2 separate regions of the Sus scrofa genome follow, and region 1 is linked to region 2. A link is a contact called in public HiChIP or PLAC-seq data. All regions are on one chromosome and are shown on one strand. The core of a region is the stretch at or near the end of the contact, and the rest is flanking DNA. Distances in the headings are between cores, read along the strand shown.

The links. HiChIP or PLAC-seq counts read pairs in DNA pulled down with a chosen protein or histone mark.
Region 1: a contact with region 2 is called in an H3K27ac HiChIP or PLAC-seq map of skeletal muscle. The contact joins two enhancer-like sites. A contact is called at or near these places in 4 of 47 Hi-C or Micro-C datasets (embryonic fibroblasts, psoas muscle and skeletal muscle) and 1 of 2 datasets of contacts at active chromatin or transcription factors (skeletal muscle).

Annotation. Positions count from the first base shown.
Region 1 is chr2:41,399,770-41,402,469 of Sscrofa11.1, forward strand. The region is part of intron 1 of KCNC1 (potassium voltage-gated channel subfamily C member 1); the gene reads right to left. Among named protein-coding and RNA genes, the nearest start is that of KCNC1, 6.8 kb to the right of the region's middle. Within about 2 kb of position 1,387, at least 1 of the 83 cell types and tissues checked has an H3K27ac peak or open chromatin away from gene starts, as enhancers often do. A contact at or near this core is called in skeletal muscle, where this site is marked.
Region 2 is chr2:41,312,877-41,315,748 of Sscrofa11.1, forward strand. All of the region lies in intron 10 of SERGEF (secretion-regulating guanine nucleotide exchange factor), which reads left to right. Among named protein-coding and RNA genes, the nearest start is that of KCNC1, 94 kb to the right of the region's middle. Within about 2 kb of position 1,340, at least 1 of the 83 cell types and tissues checked has an H3K27ac peak or open chromatin away from gene starts, as enhancers often do. A contact at or near this core is called in skeletal muscle, where this site is marked.

The sequences.
Region 1 (2,700 bases), core at 137-2,636, 87 kb after region 2:
TGAGTACTGGTGATGGACAGAGCTCCGGGGTCAGGCAGATCCACAGCTGAATGCTGGCCCACCATGCGCAAGCTAAATGACCTTGGAAATGTCACTTTGAGCCTCAGCAGCCTCATCTGTGACATGGGTGTGATAGTAATGATACAGTTCCATGGGAATGGCCTGAGAATTAAATGAGAATACGTAACCCAGACCCAGGCTGTCAGACATGTAGTTAAGTGCTTTTGTAAACAGCAACTATTAGCATTGTGACTCAAGAAAGGAAGGGGGAGTTCCTGTCATGGCAACGCGGAAAGGAATCCGACTAGGAACCGTGAGGCTGCAGGTTCAATCCCTGGCCTCACTCAGTGGGTGAAGGATCTGGCGTTGCCATGAGCTGTGGTGTAGGTTGCAGATGCGGCTCAGATCCGGTATGGCTGTGGCTGTAGTGTAGGCCAGCAGCTGTGGCTCTGATAGACCCCTAGCCTGGGAACCTCCATGTGCCATGGTGCAGCCCTAAAAAGCAGGAAAAAAAAAAAAAAAAAAGGAAGGGGCTGCTGGAAAATCCTGCTAGGGGGATGATAAGAAAGGATTTGGGCTAAGGTCTGGGTTGACAGGCTAATGGAGGTCTCAGCTGGCTGAACTGGGACCTGGGAGGGGAGCCGGGAAGGCAGGTAGGCGGGTAACTGCTGACTTTCCCTCCCTCAGGGGAGGACTGAGGAAGGAGAACAGCTGCCCAGGTGGGATTTGATGTTCTTTCATTTTATTTTATTTTTTATTTTTAAATTTTTATTTTTATTTTTTTGTCTTTTTGCCATTTCTTGGGCCGCTCCCTCGGCATATGGAGGTTCCCAGGCTAGGGGGTCTCATCGGAGCTGCAGCTGCCAGCTTAAGCCAGAGCCACAGCAACGCAGGATACGAGCCACGTCTGCAACCTACACCACAGCTCACAGCAATGCTGGATCCTTAACCCACTGAGCAAGGCCAGGGATCGAACCTGCAACCTCATGGTTCCTAGTCGGATTCGTTAACTGCTGAGCCACAATGGGAACTCCCTGATGTTCTTTTAAAGCTGAGAGCCAAGAGCCATGCAAATGGCTGGGAGGCTGGGGATGTGAGTCTGAGCTGCACTAATTGGCTATGTGGGCCCGTTTCTCCACCGGATGAGGGCAGTGGCTAGAGATGGCCTGGGAGCGCCCCCACAGTCCCGTGCGTGTAGAAGGCGGTCCCTCCTACCCAAGCGGTTCCCCTGAACTAGGACTGGGCATCTAACTGTCCCTGGAGTCTCTTAGGCCCCCCTCTTCCTGGAGCCCGCACCCCAGGAAGGGAAGCTCAGGCCAGGGGCATGGCCAGGCTGGCCCAGGGGCCGCTGGGAGGCAGTGGCTTAAGGCCCTGACCTTTTGGTCCAGAGCGAAGACACTGGTCATGGGACTGCTCAGAATAGCCGTGCACTATATTCAGCTGTCTTGGGAGGCCCAGAGATCCCTGGCCCAGGCGGCGGGCCCTGGAACAGCGCCCCCCCCCACAGCCCCCCCCCCCCCTCTGAGACAACAGGCCTCCCTCTCTGGGAGGCTCAAGCCAATCTCCTCCAAAGCTCTGGCAGATGCCAGACTTCCCAGGGTTATGGAGCACAGTCTCCTGTCCCCAGAGCGCCTGGTTCCAGATACTCCCTGAGGTGTCATAAGGCAGATGGGGCTCCCAGCCATTAAGCCGGGAGTTAGGGACCTGGGTTTCTGAACCAGTCTCTCAACTAACTTGTTCACATGTGACCCTGGGTAAAGCCCTCCTTTCTGGGTCTCAGCTTCCTCATCTGCCATAATAAGAGCTCCTCTTATACTGAGTATGTGAGAAGCTTAGATTCTGGAGCGGGAGACAAACCAGAATCCAGTAAGGCTGCTAATGAACATTTTATTACAAACCAGTTTATCTGATAGGAAGGACTCTGATTCTGCACCCTGGGGTCCAGGAAGGCACTATCCCAGGCACTGATGTTTGCGGCGGGGTGTCAAGGATCAAAAGGGGCGAACCAGGAGGAAAGAGTGCACCAGAAGGAACAGTATATGCAAAGGCCCTGAAGCAGGGGGACCTGACAGGTGCAGGAAAAGGAAACGAGGCCAGGATGACTGGAGCTCAGTGAATAACGCAGAGTCAGGCCCGGGGAGACTGGAGAGGCGGGCAGGGCCTGAGGGGCCACCGTTCGGGGCTGGGGAAGCACGAAAGGGTTTTCAGCAGGCAAGGAGGTGAGCTGATGGATCTAGTTAGAAACCTCTGTGGTTGCCAAGTGGAGGATGAACTGGAGCTGGGCCTTTGGGAACCAGTGGTGGCTGGAACTAGGATGGGGACATGGAGACAGGGGGCAAAGGATGGAGTCGAGAGAGAGTCATGAAGTAAAATGATAATATGACCCATAGGAGTAATAACAGCAGCCAACATTTATTGAGCACTTACTGCATGCCAGGCCCTGTGACTTGGAGCTTTCCACATATTATCTCAGCTAATCTCTCCATCAAGCCTCTGGGGGAAGTTCTATCATGATGCCCTTTTTAGAAGCAAAGAGGCTGAGCGATTCTGGCCAGGAGACGTTTAGGTTGGGACTTTCATTACAGGGAGGGGAACTGGTGAGGGGGCTGAAGTACCACTCAAAGACGTGAGGATACCATAAAAGCATCATGGGAAGGAGGAGAACACCAGACTAGGGACACACTGGCCGGGCACACTTGG
Region 2 (2,872 bases), core at 90-2,589:
ATTGTGGCTTAGTGGGTTAAGAACCCGGCTAGTAGTAGCCACGAGGATGCAGGTTTTGATCCCTGGCTGCTCTCAGTGGGTTTAGGATCCGGCATTGCTACGAGCCACAGTGTAGGTCAAAGATGCGGCTCAGATCTGGTGTTGCTGTGGCTGTGATATAGGCTGGCAGCTGCAGCTCCAGTTCGACTCCTAGCCTGGGAACTTTCATATGCCTCAGGTGTAGCCTTAAAAAGAAAAGAAAGAAATATGTGATATAGTGAACTGGTTGGGTTTCAAATCTCATCCCCATCACTTTCTAGCTATGTCATCCTGGCCTGGTACCTGATCCCTCTAAGCAAGAAATGCCTTTTAGAGCCATGCTATAGAATAAAGATGATGTAGCTACAGTGCCTATGTATATGATGTGCTTGCTAAGTAGTGGGTAATATTATCATTATCCTGAAAACCAGAGGCTTTCAAACTTTTACCTGCAGAATATCTGAGTTCTTTCATGTGTTTTGCATCCATATGGTTTTTAGACCCTTTACCACCCTGGTTACTTTATTATTGTTGTTATTATCATTATTACTATTTTTAATATGCTAAAATATACATAACAAAATTTACAATTTTAAGTGTACAATTTAGTGGCATTAGGTACATTCACATTGTTATCCAACCATCTCCAACATCCATCTTCAGAACTTTCTTATCTTCCCAAACTGAAACTCTGGACCCATTAAGCCATAACTCCCCACTCCCTCATCCCTCCAGCCTGGTCACTTTTAATGGCATGCTCCCAGTTCTTCAGTGGCTTTCTTCCTGCCATAAATGAGGCTTGGAAAGAGCCTCTTGGTAGAATTTTCCTTGAGTTTTACACATTCCCACTGGGGAGCCCGAGAGTTAAAGATCTGTGTCGGTTGCAGCAAACTTGGGGGATTGCAGATGGTTACAAAATGGATGTCAATACAGCTGCTGTGCATGGAATGGATCTGCAAAGAGCCTTCCAAGGACTGGTACACTCTTTCCAAAAATATCCAAGGATGTGGCTTGGCGTAGCTTTGTGGAGAAACCAACAGTTTTTGAATCCTTCAATAGTAGTTACCTCATGGTGACGATGAAATGAGATAATTCATGTCAAGTGTGTGATACAGCGCCTGGAACAGATAAGGCCTTTCCGTGGGGGCTGCTGTTACTATTAGTGTACTATGGCAGAGATCTTATGTATAATGCTTTGGTACTTAATCCCCATAATAAGTAGACATCAGCTTCATTTTATATGAGGAAACCAAGGCTCTGGGCTGTCAACACCCCTGAAACTACAAAGCTAGTAAGCAGCAGAGTAGCAGAACTGGGACTCAGACCCATGCTCTTTCTCTCCTAAGATGCCACCTGTTGTGATCTAAGAAAAGAACTCTATGGGTGAGTCATATTGACTTCATTCTCGGTATTTCATCTTTCCATCTACCCTGGCATTTTTCTAAGGTCCTGTCTTCTTGCTATTTCTTCTCAAAGTCATGCACCTGATGTTGAAGCTGCAGAGCTTTCTGAATTTACTAGTCCCCATTCTCTGCACCATCTGAAAGTGATCACTCCTGGTCTTCAGTAGCTCTCTGCTCTAGAATAGGAAACGGAAACCATACATGTAAACCATGGAACTCTCTGGCTTTATTGGATGAACATCTAAGTGCTAATGCACTGTGAATGGAATTTAGAGCAATCATTGCAGTTTTGATCAGGAAATAGTGCGCTCTAGGACGTTCAAGTCACCTGGCTGGAATTTTTTTATTTTTGGCCACACCCACAGCACGTGGACGTTCCTGGGCCAGGGATCGAACCTGAGCCACAGCAGTAATGATGCCGGATCCTGAACTGCTAGGCCACCAGGGAACTCTACCTGGCTGGAATTTGTTCAGAAAAGAAAACACTTACATCTGACTTCTATGAGTGACTAGGATTTGTTCTCCCTTCAGAAAACAGGACCAAGACACTTTGTTTTGTACTTTGTCGTGGCTACCAAGGAAGCTCAAAGCCAGCTTGAATGCTTAGTCACACACAGCATGTACATAAACCCCCAGGGCTGACATGTTTGATCCTCCTTTTCATGGTTTTGAATTTCCATTTCTATTTTATTCACAATATTATAGGAATTCCCTTGACAAGAGATGAGTTTAGGATAAAGTAAATCAGTGAAGATGGTAGATGCCTAGAGGTCAAGGCACTGAGTAGATAACTAGTAATCTATGCCTAAGAAGTGTGGGCCCTTTGGGAAATGAGCAAGCTGAAAGTGAGCTTCTCACTCACAAGAACAGTCCCACTTCTCAGAGCCTGGGAGCTGCCACCAGGATTGAAATCCCTGCTCTCCTGTGTAGAAGAATTCCCAATAATTTATGAAAAGGCTCCCCACTTTGGGAGCTGGAACTTAGCTTCTCATTCCCTGAGCTTGGGCTCTGCTTGCTGACATGCTTCCAAAGAGTGGACCATGGAACAGGGAGTGATGGAAGGGAGAAAGACTTTACAGCAAAGAAACCTGGCCAGCATTCCCGTGGTCAGGTAGTGGCAATTGGCATCATCAGTGAGAAAGCCTGTTGACACCGTGTGCCTTTGATATGGCATGGTGGGAAAGAGCCTCTTCCTCTCCCAAACCCATAATTCCAGCCTAACCATGAGTAAAACCTCAGAAAAGCCCAAACTGAAGGGCATCTTACAAAATACCTGATGTTCTTTTCAAAACTGTCAAGATCAGCAAAACAAGGAAAGTGAGAGGAACTATAACAGACCAGAGGAGCCGAAGGAGACCTGACAACTGAATGTAGCGGGGTGTCCATATCCTGGAGCAGAAAAAGGACATTAGGGAAGAACTCACGAAATCCAAACAGGGTGTAGCATTTAG